2 separate regions of the Danio rerio genome follow, and region 1 is linked to region 2. The links are chromatin contacts, called in public Hi-C maps. All regions are on one chromosome and are shown on one strand. Each heading gives the region's core, a stretch centred on a gene start, on an enhancer-like site or on the middle of the called end of the contact. The rest is flanking DNA. Distances are from core to core; before and after follow the strand shown. Region 1 overlaps taf3 (TAF3 RNA polymerase II, TATA box binding protein (TBP)-associated facto). Region 2 overlaps taf3 (TAF3 RNA polymerase II, TATA box binding protein (TBP)-associated facto).

What was found. Hi-C and Micro-C count contacts between places; a contact is called where the count stands out from the background.
Region 1: a contact with region 2 is called in a Hi-C map of embryo, with 2.0 times the contacts expected there. The contact joins two enhancer-like sites. A contact is called at or near these places in 3 of 18 Hi-C or Micro-C datasets (caudal fin, embryo and gastrula embryo).

Annotation. Positions count from the first base shown.
Region 1 is chr4:25,787,004-25,793,486 of GRCz12tu, reverse strand. The region is part of intron 2 of taf3 (TAF3 RNA polymerase II, TATA box binding protein (TBP)-associated facto); the gene reads left to right. Among named protein-coding and RNA genes, the nearest start is that of taf3, 27 kb to the left of the region's middle. Within about 2 kb of position 2,601, at least 4 of the 62 cell types and tissues checked have an H3K27ac peak or open chromatin away from gene starts, as enhancers often do.
Region 2 is chr4:25,733,861-25,740,920 of GRCz12tu, reverse strand. It overlaps taf3 (TAF3 RNA polymerase II, TATA box binding protein (TBP)-associated facto), which reads left to right. Exons shown (of 7, transcript NM_001042744.2): 5 at 4,870-5,128. Among named protein-coding and RNA genes, the nearest start is that of gata3, 30 kb to the right of the region's middle. Within about 2 kb of position 2,355, at least 9 of the 62 cell types and tissues checked have an H3K27ac peak or open chromatin away from gene starts, as enhancers often do.

The sequences.
Region 1 (6,483 bases), core at 1,352-3,851, 52 kb before region 2:
TGAATTTATTTATCAAAATAGTTTAGTGCATACAAATTTCCACTAGAAAGTATGTATTTACATATAATATAATATAACTTTATTTGAAATTTCAATATTTGTATTAAGACTTAATGCATTGTATTTAGTAAATATTACTTGTACAATATAACAAAACAATTGTTGTTACATAAATAAAGATGCTAAACAGAATTTAGTTTAACCATATTTATTGTTTTATTTTCAATCCACTTAAATTTGTAAAACTTTTAAGTCAACTTAATTTGTGTTGGGGAAAACGGGAGGAATTGTTTGGAACCCAGCATTTTTGCAGTGTTATTTATTTATATGCATTTTTTTATTATTTCTTTATTACTTTATCTGCAGATGTTTTTTCTTATTTTTCTTCATTATCAGTATGGAGTGTTATTTTAATTAATATTTTTCCCCCTTTATGAATCTATCATTCAATAGCATTCATCATGAAATGAATGCCTTTAAAAAGTGAGCCACCTTATCCTCCTAAACCTCCAGCAGTACATCACCTGCCTTTAGATGGCACTCTTGCATCAAATAACCTCTTTTCCTCCTCTCCATCTATCTTTTTCCCTCTCAGTCTCTCTATCATTCTCTCTGCCGTCCGTCTGTCTCTCCAGCGCTCAAACACGTGTTGTTTTCTCCAGAATCTGTCTTTATGGTGTGTTTGTTTATCCAGAAGCATTCATTGTGTATGTGTTTGGTCATTGACCTGGTCTGTTGTCCTCCTTTGGCGTAGGCGTCATGTGATCATCGCTTCTGCCTTTTCTGCCATTCTGATATGAAAGAACCGTGACTCTGGCGGGAAAAATGCTGTTCGTACACTTGAACACCGCCTACGAAACGCTCACCCACATGAAGAGCAATAATGTGGGGTGATTCCTTAAAGTAACTGCCATGCAGTTACGCATGAGTGGGTTTTATTTCGACCTGTCACTCTTTATCGTTTAATGTTCAAGGCCTTTTCAGAGAATTTAATTGTTTATGCTGTGCCGTTTTTGTTGCAAACATGGTCTTGTTTTGCTAAATGTGTTACATTCTTGTTGGATGCTTGATACATTTGATGTTTGGACTGTGGACTGATATATCTGCGTATTGTCGGAAATTATAGGCCATGCGAGCCACAGAAAAGGGATTTTTCCATGCAGCCAAAACTCCATGAAAGTTATTTATTTATCATATACCACATTCTAACTATATTCAAGTTACCAACATTTCTAACATGCTTTAATTGATGACTTCAGTTTTAAAAAATTAAATTCACTTCAAATCTTGAGTTATTTTTTGTCATGTCTGTTTTTCCTCAAATCTTTTGGTTTTACCCAATCTTCAATATTTAAGTTTTATTTTTTCATTTAAAATGTAGTTTTACACCAAAAATGCAGTTTTCCACACAATTGTTTCATATTGACCTAACAAAAATGTATTTAACTTAAATTTTTTTTTTACAAATTTAAGTGAATTGAACTTAAAACAATTAAATTGTTCCAAAAAAAAAATCAAGAATTGTGTTTTTTCAACTCATTTTAAATATGTAGTTTCAACAAGCAGCAAAAATCATTGTTTTAAATGTTATATCTACTCTCCCTCTGAATCTTAAATCTGATACCTTAATCTTTTGGTTTTACTCAACAATGTTTTTTTTTATATAATTTAAATTAAAATAATAAAATTAAAATGTATTCTTTATATATATATATATATATATATATATATATATATATATATATATATATATATATATATATATAATTTTTAAAAAATATTTAATAAGATACTATAATTTTTAATAAACATCAGCCAGACTGCCACTAAATGACAATGAAACATTATTAAACTTTTTACAGTTTGTTTTTACATTTTTTATTTGAAACATGATAAAAGATACTTTATATAAATTTTACATGCTCTCTATCTATATAAAAAAAAATTCACCTGTCAATGACTCTTAATTGCATGACTCTTAATTTTCATGAGTGTAATTTTGTAATAATAAAAGTTTTTACATTTATTTAATTTTAATTACATTTAATTACATAAATGTTTTGTAACTTTAAGTGTTTTATTTACTTGTTAAAAATCATAGTAGCAAATGTAATAAAATTATATAGACGTGTATTGTTAAATCATATTTTGTGTATTTAAAAATAAAAAATGTGTTTATTTTTTATTAAGATTAATAATGAATACATTTTATGAGTTTACAAAATTTTTTACAAATGTATTATTTATTAAAATGTTCATTTCTAATCCAAAAAATTATTATTCTTAATATATATTTTATTTGTAAAAATCCACAAGTTCTGCTTTCCTATAACATTTGGATTTAAAATTAATTGTATCCAGTTGATATTATAATAATTCAGATAAATTCATACCATAATTATTCAAATATAATTGGTAACATAACGACACATAAACCACTGATAATTTAAACCTCAACTTAACTTTTCAAAGTTGTGTGTCTAAGTTCATCCCCAAATAATAAAAACTAGAATAAAGTAAATGAATCTCGAAAGATTATAATAGTCAGTTTTGGATCATCCTGATTTACAGTTGACTTTTGATTCCTGTGATGTTCATGTTTGTGTGTAAATGTAATGATATTAGCTTGTGTTTTGGTGGAGTCGGGGGCCCGCTGTGAGTGTTTGTGTGCCCAGACGCTGAAACTGCTGCTGTGTGTGTTGGGTTTGGTTCGTCCGGTGGAAGGGAGGGATAGGAATTTAAATCCTTCCCCAGAGAGAGTGACAGACCTGCGGGCTCAACAAAAACCTCTGCCCTCTGTCCCACAGCGCCAGGGTGGGTCACCGTTAACCTCAATGTGCGTGTATGTGTGTGTGCAGTTGGAAGAAATCTGCCCTCATATTTCTGGCTGGCAGCCTGTTGCTTCAATCAAAAAAGAACTTTTGCTGCTACTTATTTAAAAAGAGTCGAAACAACTCACATCTTTTTTTTTTTTTGGGGACAACTTAATTGTTTTATGTTTAGTCCACTTAAATGTGTTAAAGATTAAAATAACCCAAACGATTAGTGTTGACAAACATGAAATTGTTTGGTACTCAGCAAGTTTTGTTTATTAATTAATTGATTTTTTACTTCATTGTTGACTACAAATATTGTGATTTAACATTATTTGGAATTGTAATTATTGACTTTACAATAATATAGTAGTTTGTTGTTTACAGTATATATTGTTGATATAACCTTTAATAGGTTTATATGAGCTTTTAACATTCAGAATAGTTTTCTTATTCTTCTATTCTCCTATAGCTTTGTAAAAAAAACTAAATTCAGAATTAGTGAACGTTTGACGTTTAGAACTTTAAAGTTTATTTAATTAACCATTTCCAGCTGTTTTGTTTATTATTTCAGTTTTGATTAATTTATTTAATTTATTTGTTATTATTGTATTTATTGTATATGAATTAATTAATTATTAATTAATTATGTATTTATTTATTACTTATTAAATTTAGATTTGATTTAATATAAGATTAAAATTATTTAGTTATAAATATTATGTTATAATATACTTTTAATAATTTTTATAGAAAATAATTATTCATATTTTTAATGTAAAAATTCCCACTTAACAAACTACTTCGATTTTTATTTTGTATATGTTGATTTTTATTTAATATAGATTTGTTTGTGACATTCATTAATAAAAATGCTTAACAATTGAAAATTGAAATTATATGGATTTGTCATATAATATTTTATATATATATATATATATATATATATATATATATATATATATATATATATATATATATATATATATTAATATATATATATATATATATATATATATATATATATATATATATATATATATATATATATATATATATATATATATATATATAAAAAGTTTCTTATAATCAGTTAAATGTCTGTTGAAGGAACAGTATAAACATATTAAGCAGACAGTCTACTATTACTCAAATGGACCATCAAAATAAAGTGTTACCATTTGTTCATATTTATATATAAATTTTTAATAAGTCATAATGCATACTTAATTATTAATACTAAAATTATAGCAAAAACTTTCAGTTAAAAAATACATAAAAAATAGAATTTTTTGATTAAAGTAATATTCACCATAGTGCTGAAGTCAACAAACTACTTCATCTTCAGATATAAAGCATCACACTCTAAAAGTGTGTTGTAGGACTTTTCTTATGGTTAAGTTCTGTAATTGGACACACACACACACACACACACACGCACAGATACGGTGCTGCTGAAGCGTTTAGCAGTGCCAGGGAATTAGTGTGTGTTTATTGTGTTAGCAAAGAGGGAGTCTGGCTGAGCACTTAATGCCACCATAGGAAACAAGAGGTGGACGAGAGCAGCTTTCAAATCAACAGCTCACCACCAACACTTTTACTTATACACACTTCAGCTTGGTGGCTTGTTTGCTTGCAATATGGATGTTCACTTAATATATGTGTTTGTATATGTTTTAATATGTTATTTTTATTTCTTTGATTTTAAAAACATCCTCTCTGTTTGAGGTTTTTGCTTTCTGAAGTAGATTTAGCTGTTTTGGATTTTGTTAGGCTAGAAATGAGGAGATAAAATGTTGTTATAAATTATAGACTGTAAAAAAAATCATATTTTTTTTGTCAAATTTAAAAAATTTCTTCAAATGTCTTCATATATTTGTATATGGCTTAGGTAAGTAAAAACAAAATGAAATGTTTTTTATGCATATTTATTACACCATAAAGTACACCTACTATTAGAAGTTCCATAATTGACCATATTTGGATTGGTCGTGAATATTAATGAGCTCTGCACTGACATGCAACTCTCACAGACGCACACATATACACAGAGCTTGATGTATGCTGAAAACGGACACTATAGTAATGCTTAATTTGTCAAAAAAGTTTTACCAAACAAAGTAGATGCCTAATTAAATCTTTTTAACTTCTAACTCTATGGGTGCAGGTTTAATTTAGTTCTCTGTTATAAACCAATCAAAGTAACTTTAGCCTTGGTGATTTGACACGATTTAGCAGTCTACTTTTGTTTGTTGAAACACAAGCATCAAATTTAGCAATAAACACAAAAAAAAATAACAAAACATTCAATTAAACATACCCTATGCCTCTTTGGAGTGAAGCTGAATACATGTATAATCTGTCATTTATTTTTTTTTTTTGTGTCGTACTCGCACTATGTACAGTTGCCTTGAACCAGGCCAAAGCACTCTTGCCCATCCGCCCCGTCTCCCTCGACGGCCTGCACTCACATTACATTCAGGCCTGGACACGCATGCGTCATCGATGATGCACTGTTCAGTAAGTGCTCTCGCTCAGTATAGTGGAGATTTCTTTAGTTATATCGTTTAAGTCGTTTGATCTGCAGTGACGCAGTCAAATATTTCGGCAAACAGATCAGCCACTTTTGATGCTCATAGACAATCATAAAGTCCTCGTGCTGCAGGAATTAGGAGGTTTGCTGAAGGTGCGCAGCTTTCGCGCATAGTGAGGTTTGCGTCTTTAGTAACCTATGACATTTTGCGTTCACTGAACAGTAAGAATGATAAATAAATCCATATGAAACTTTAAACTTCCTTAAAAGTCACGTCTCGCTTTCAGTTGCGGGCTCTGGCGCGTTTTGCACTCACACACAAGTGTACCGCGCCAAAGTCCAAGTGAACTGTGCTCAGGCACACCTCTTCCAACCAGGCCAGGGCTGGCCAAGTGAACCGTGCCTGAACCCGATTCAGAGTACTCGGACTTCTCAAACGATCCGGGAAATGGGCCTGGGCATGGTTCGGATAGCATAGTGCGAGTAGGCCCTTAGGCTGTGTTCTCCTGATGATGTGACTGCTCATCAAGTATGGATGAACAACTTGAAGTACAAGCAAATGATGAGGGTGTGGCCCGTGAGTCATGTTACAGTCTGCTTTGTGTTCTGATTGGCCTTTGGTCCACCAGTGTTCTGTTACATGAGAACGAGAAGAACAAGGATGTTTCTAAGGTGCCTGTCCACACAAAGAAAACTACACTTTTTTTTCTAAATGGTTTGACTGTTTGTTTGCACAAAAATACAGTGCCAGGTGACTAAAAACGGAAACTTTACGAAAACTCTGACCAGGATGAAGATTTTCGAAAACTTTGGGTGGTCGTGTCGATAATCATGTGGCCTCATGATGTCAGCATGTGTGCTGTTTTCTCCTTTTTGATTGGCCAACATGGCTGGGTTCACACCAAAAGCAGAAGATGGAAATAAGGCAAATTTCGCATATTCGCGGCAAATGCAATTGCATATTTTGTGCTGTTAGCTTGTGGGACAGCAATCCACCTCTGTTCTCCCATTTCCCGTTTGATTTGTATACAATTTACTTAATGTAAAAATACTTAATACTCCGTTTGGAGTCAACCCAGCAAAAAATCTCATTATCGCAGATTGTTGGTTCACCGTGTTTTTAATATGCATCACAAT
Region 2 (7,060 bases), core at 1,106-3,605:
GCTCCTTCTCATACTTCAGCCTCTACATCAAAGTTCTACTGGATTGGCCAGCCCAGTCAGCAGATCTGAACATTATAAAGCATGTTTGGGGTAAGATGGAGGAGGCATTAAAGTTGAAACCAAAGAATCTTAATGAATCTTGATGAGTTCTGCAAGGACGCTTTCTTTGCCATGCCAGATGACTTTATTAAGAAGTCATAGCAGAGATGAATGGATGCAGTCCTCCAAGCTCATGGGAGTCATACACAATATTAATTCTTTTTCCACTGCACCATGACTTTATATTCTATACTGTACATTTTTTCTGTTAAGCGACAAGACATTTTTGTCTGAGCAAATTCAGACCTTACTGTCCTAATTAACTAATTAAAAATCAAGGCATGATCATATTTTATTTTGGTAAAATAAGCATAATGTAGAGGCCTTTGCCTTTCATATAAGCAACTTTGGATACCAAATGATCAACTAGAAGTCAAGTTATTATTTGTTGTTCCTAATACTTGAATAGACCACAAGACTTTTATCAGGTAGTGTATGTGTGATGTGAAATTTTGGAACAAACTAGGTCTGGAGCTCAAAAAATGTTCAAGAGTGGCCCAGTTCAGAAAGCAGAATAAATGTGGTTTTCAGTACGTACATAAATGAAGAACAGATTTGATTTGTGTTGATACAGTTTATTTAGGTAAACTGTACATGACGTGTAGAAAGTGAAAAGTGTGTATTAGGGTAAGAGTGAATGACAGAATCATGGAGTTAAATTGATGATTATTGTTATAGATTATTACTTATTCTTATGGATAGTTACTTGTTATTAATGTAGAGCAGTGAATGGGTAGGATTAAACATATATTTGCTTCTTTCTACTCTTTTTCGTATATGTATAAGTTAAAATCGTGCTGTATTATTTTTGCTTTCTTTTTTTAGTAACATTGTAATTGTTTTTTTTTTTAAACATATTTTTATCATTCTGCAAAGTACTGCAATTGCAAGTTTCAAACAAAGATGGCGAAAAGATGCTAAATGAAATGTAGATTTTAAGGGATAGTTCACCAAAAAATGAAAACTCTGCCATCAATAATTTATACTGCACTTGTTTCAAACCTGTTTGAGTTTCTTCTGTTAAATGTAAAACAAGATATTCTGAAGAATGGTAAACGGTAGACAATTTGTAAGCATTTTGAACTATCGTGTAAAAAAAAAAAGCTTAATATAAACACCAAGATGTGCTTACATTTTGAAAATGTGCAATAAAAAAACTTGAGTAGGATAAATATTTTTTTGGTTAAGAAAAAATGTGATTAAACTTAGATGGACAAACATTTACTGAATAAAATGTTTTATTTAATTATATAATTTAAATATATATTTTTATGTAGTGAAATTCGACGATGAGATGGCATTAATGGACAAACTTGCAAACCGACCACATTGCCAACATGTGAAAGGTTGTTATTGATTCGGTATTTCAAGAAAATTCTGCAGCATCTCGCGCATCTAAAAGCCACCGTGCGTTCATTGCATTTCCTCTTCATCTACTAAGGCGCAAGTAATTTTTTAAATATGAAAAAATACCCACAGTGGCTTCTCAGATCACATCAAATTCCATGTTTCTTTTTGGATATTTTGCGACAGTTTATCAAGAGGAGATGATTTTTTTTCTCCTTGACCCATTGGATTAAATTGATACTTTATTCACAAATGATTTATGTGATATTATAGTTTTTGCACATAAGCTGAAGTCACATCTTTGGATAGAAAAATTATTATTGACTTATTAATTTATTTTTCTCTTTCCCTATAGTGGATATCAGTAGCTTTGATTTTCCAAACTTTTTCAAAATAGTTCTAGCGAACTAAAAGTTTGGAACCATTTCAGGATAAGTAAATGGTTTATTAAATTTTCATTTTGGGGTGAACTATTGCCTTTAAGTACACTGAAAAAAAATATTCACAGATGATTCCTTGGATTTACTCATTTTTTTTACGTTAAGAAGTTGTAAACAATTTATTTGTGTTGAATTTAAACAAACAAATTAAGTTGAACATTATTAAACTTAATTTGTTTGTTTAAATTCAACATAAAAAAAATGTTTGCAACAATTCTGCATGCAACACTTTTTTCAGTGTATAAGATAAAGAAGGATTGACTTGCATAAGCAATAACTAAAAATAGTGTACATTTCTCAACAGAAGCTCTTTTGATGCGCATGAAAACATGGGCATGGGTGAACTTTGACCTTTGGAGGGTCTCGGGTCACATCCTGGACAGGGCAAACCCCACACCATCTTTGCCCCGCAAGGGAGTCCTGTGTGTGTGTCAGTCAGATGAAGCATAAATAATGAGTGTGTGTGTGTGTAATCAGAGCTGAGCGTTTGACACGCCCTTCTCAGGGTCAAAACCGCAGTGAGCGCCGCTGTCCACTCTCTCCCAGCCTGTCAATCAACCTGTTACTCGGCAACAGCAGGCTTTAATCAGCAGCTCTGGCAGCAATTAAAAGACGTGAGACAGTTCCAGTGTGAGTGTGATTATTAGGGAGCCTCAGTATATTCATATACTCATCATATTAGACAATATTAGCTGATACTGTAAATGGATGAATTATGTATTATGTAAATTATATTCTCTTTTTTTAGGATATAATAGTGAAATCACAAAAATAGGCAAAATGATAATTTTTTTAATTATTAATTTGATAAATAAATATGTAAATAACAAAGTGCTTATACTGATACTTGTATTCTTTAAAAAAATATGTGAATCTTTTATTTACAGTACATAGTTTTATACATATTTATATGTTTTAATATATGATTAAGGGTGTCACGGTGGTGCAGTGGGTAGCATGATCGCCTCGCAGCAAGAAGGTTGCTGGTTTAAACCTCGGCTGGGTCAGTTGGCATTTCTTTTTTGAGTTTGCATGTTCTCCCCGTGTTGGCGTGCATTTCCTCCGGGTGCTCCGGTTTCCCCCACAGTCTAAAGACATGTGGTATAGGTGAATTGTCCGTAGTGTATGTGTGTCTAATGAGTAAATGAGTGTCTATGGATGTTTCCCAGTGATGGTTTGCCTGGAAGGGCATCCGCTGCGTAAAACATATGCTGGATAAGTTGGCGGTTCATTCTACTGTGGCGACCCCAGAATAATAAAGGGACTAAACAGAAAAGAAAAGGAATGAATGATAGATGATTAATTGAGTCACAACGCAAATTTTAATATTGACCATTACTTTAAGCTGTTACTCATTGAAATACAGCTGTTGCTTTTCTTAAACATTATTAAATTAATTTAAATTATTTATATTAATGTTAGCTGAAAAAATATATATAAATATATATAAATACACACATTTTATCTACATCCACATTTGATCAAATAGATTTTTTAAACGTTATCTTTTTTGCTAACATGTTTCTTGTTAACTAGCTTAATTTTCTTTCATTCTTTTAAAATTTTAATTCGAAGTGACAGAAATTGTTATAGTTTTGCGGTTTCAGTTTATTAAACCCTGTACACAAGAAGAATGATAATGCATGGTTTAGTGCGTATTAATGAGCATTTTAATATCTTGCTTTTGAAAAAATTATTTATTTAGATTTTTGCAAAGTACAGTATACGTTTGAATATAGATTTGTACAAATACAGTACATAGGGAGGCAATGCATTTCATCAGTGTATTCCATATAAAACAGCTGCACAACAAATAGGGCTGCACAATATTGGGAAAAAGTGACATTAAAATATTTTCTTTTACTGCAATATATACAGTGGTCCTCCGTTATTCACTTGAGTTATGTTCTAAAACTAGCCTGCAATAGGTGAAATTCGCAAAGTAGTCCACTTTAATTTTTACAATTATTATAAATGTTTAAGGCTGTAAACCCTTCACCTCGCTCTTTATAAACTTTTTCTCTCCTGTTTCCTGTTTAAACACATGCATAACTTCTACCTTCCTTTAGCATGTCAAGAAGTCCAACTTTTTTTGCAATGGTTAGCATCTTCCTTTGCCTTTTGGGTGTTACTGCAGGTGCCTTTGAGGGTGCAGAACATTTGGTCGACATTACGGAATTTGTTGGGTAGAAAACTTGGCAAGCTGAATGCATTCTGTACTTTACAGGAGGCATGGCATGGAGGAGATTGATTGACAATGGTCTACAGCCAATTAGGATGCAGAACACAATGCACTGTTTAAAAAAGCATGTCAAATTGCACAAAAAAGAGACTGCGAAAGGTGAACCGCATTATGGCGAGAGACATGATATGAATATAGTATCACCAGATTTCTCAGATAGCTCTATTTGGAGAGAATGTATAAGTTTAGATCGATTGGGATGGTTTTGTAAGGAAGCGAAGCTCAATAAAATATAATAAATCAATGAAAAACACTGTTAAATACAACAGAGCAAATACACAAATGAAATAAACAGTGCTTTATAGTTTTCTGGGGAGTCTACCAATATTCAGGTACACAAATTGAATAATCAGATGTAATTCTTGACACTGTATAGTTTTTATCATGTAAAGAAGACTGTATATACAGTTATTTATTACAGCTACAAGCATTTTTTTTTATTGTGCCCAAATGGCTTAAATTTGCTTATTAGTCGCAGATCTTAAATACTAATGCAGAAATATAAACTTTATCTCTAAGGGTAAAATGATCGGCATTACAGGTGTAAAGTGACTATTGTGGATTTACATATGGTGATGATGTATATTTATTATTATATTGTATTGTGTATGGATGGATGGATTGATAGATTGATTTATCGATTGATTGTGCACCCTAACTACAAGCAATTGATTTAATTAAAATCTACTACACAATTTGTATTATAACTGTTTTCCATCTCTCTCTCTCTGTCTCTTTAAGTGTGATCAGTAAAGTGGTGCCAGATACAGAGCCCACTCCTCCTCCACCGCGGACCCCAGTGGCCCGAATGGGTCCCGGAGCCCGAATACGTCCTCCTCCAGTTCTTCCTCCACCTGCCCCGCCTCCTGCAACCCCTCCACCTCGTCCTCCACCCGTGCTGCCTCCACCTCCACCTCCAGCGGCCCCCATCCAGACTCCACCCAACCAGGCTAAGGCTCGTGGCTGCAGCGTCGTCACCGAGACTGTCAGTGCTTATGTGGTCAGTCACACATATACATTAAATATTGTAATCTATTATTATTATTATTAGTTATAATATTACATGATATTGAAAATATATTATTATTGCATATTCATTAATATAGATTATATATGCCAATTATTATACATTTTCTAATTTTTTATGTAAAAATAAAATGTATGAAATGCATTGTAATTTATTTAATACTTAGAAATTAAAGTAATAATACTTAGGGTTAGGGTTAGAAAATTAAAATAGTTTGTAAAACAGTTTGTAAAAATAAATATTATTATTTTGTTTTTGTTTTGTTTTTTAAGGGATTAATTAATAATTACTCATTTAAGGTTATTTGTTCAGATTTATTTATTTATTTATTTTTCTTTTAGAGATTTTTTCATAAAAATATAATAAAAGTGCCTTATTTTTACAAGTGTTTACATTAGTCTTAGTTTTTACACAACTTGATATATGTTTTAACTAGATTTAAAACCTTTTTTTAAGTCTAAATTTTGTGGAATATTCCTGATTATCAGTCATAAGAAATGAAACATTTCTTATGCAGACCAGATCAGTTATTTATAAAGAAAATCATGCTCTATTTAAAAATATTTAAACAATATTTATAGTAAAAAATAAAAGTCCACATTAAATCAATATTAGCATTGTTCATTTTTACCTGTGCACATTGTAGGTCTTTAGGTAAACAAATAATTAGTGCAAATTTAGCCTCATTCAGACTACATGACTGCTTCCCTGATTTTGGTGTAAGGAGTCATGGGGATTCAAAAATGACAAATGGGTGTCAGGACTAGGCATGGGCTGTTATAAAATTCTGACAGTATGATAACTTTTGATATTAATATACCGGTTACATTTACCCTAATTATTGCTCTTCAATATGTTCTTTTTAAATGTCTGGGTAAAAAAAAAACTACTTTTTCCCCCATTGAACAATATATTTTACTTTAAGAAACATTTTAAATATTTTGGAACAGTAAACATATCAGCCTAAATAATTCAAATAAATCATTGACTCCTGTTGTCTTCGAAAACACACGTATCTTCTTTATAACTTAAAAGGGCATCTTTGGATATCTTTCTTTGGATATAAAGTACATTAAAAAAAAAAGTTGGGGGGATTTACTAAATGGCCTGACCTGTAGCTTTTAATGTGGATGGTCCTTTTCTGCTGGAGATGCTGTTGGTCTAAAAAACTAAACAAAATTGTCATAAAAAACACACAAAACCATTTACTAAAATCGCCATTTCCTGATTAACTGGCACCATATATCAAAAGTGAAAACAAATTTGCTGCGGTAGAAGAAGCTGAGTCAATCCATTCTTTTTTTTAAATAAATTTTTTGCGCCTCAGAAGACAAATGCCGACCCGCAATGAGCGTATGGTGGCATTTAAAGGCGTGAGACATGGAGCACAGATGCTCTTGGCTATTCTGGAGGTAATTATTAATATGACAACACTAATACTGAAATGGTTAGGGCATTTTAGAATGACCAAAACAACATTTCAGATGTATTATAATGTGCTCAGCCTGCATATTTTTATCATCACATGATCTCTTATAACAAAATCACATGGCTTTTTTTAATGCGCATACTGGAATTCATCGTAGTTTATGTGCATATTTTCTTATCGAATAAAAGTTTATCCTACTCAGTTATGCGCATATGTTTTTTTATGCACATTTTCAAAATGATCTGCATCTTTGTGTTTCCATCAACCGTTTTTACGCACATATCCAAAATGTATTACAAAATGCATCACAGAAACACAAAATCACTTCCGTACACAGTTTTTAAAATGGCAAAACAAAAGCTGCTAGGTGGACATGAAATGGAAGAAAGCTTTTTGGAATTATGACAACATTTTGTATGTATGAGGTGTCATCGAGGGACTAGTACCATGAGAAAATAAAAAGATAAATGTTGGCG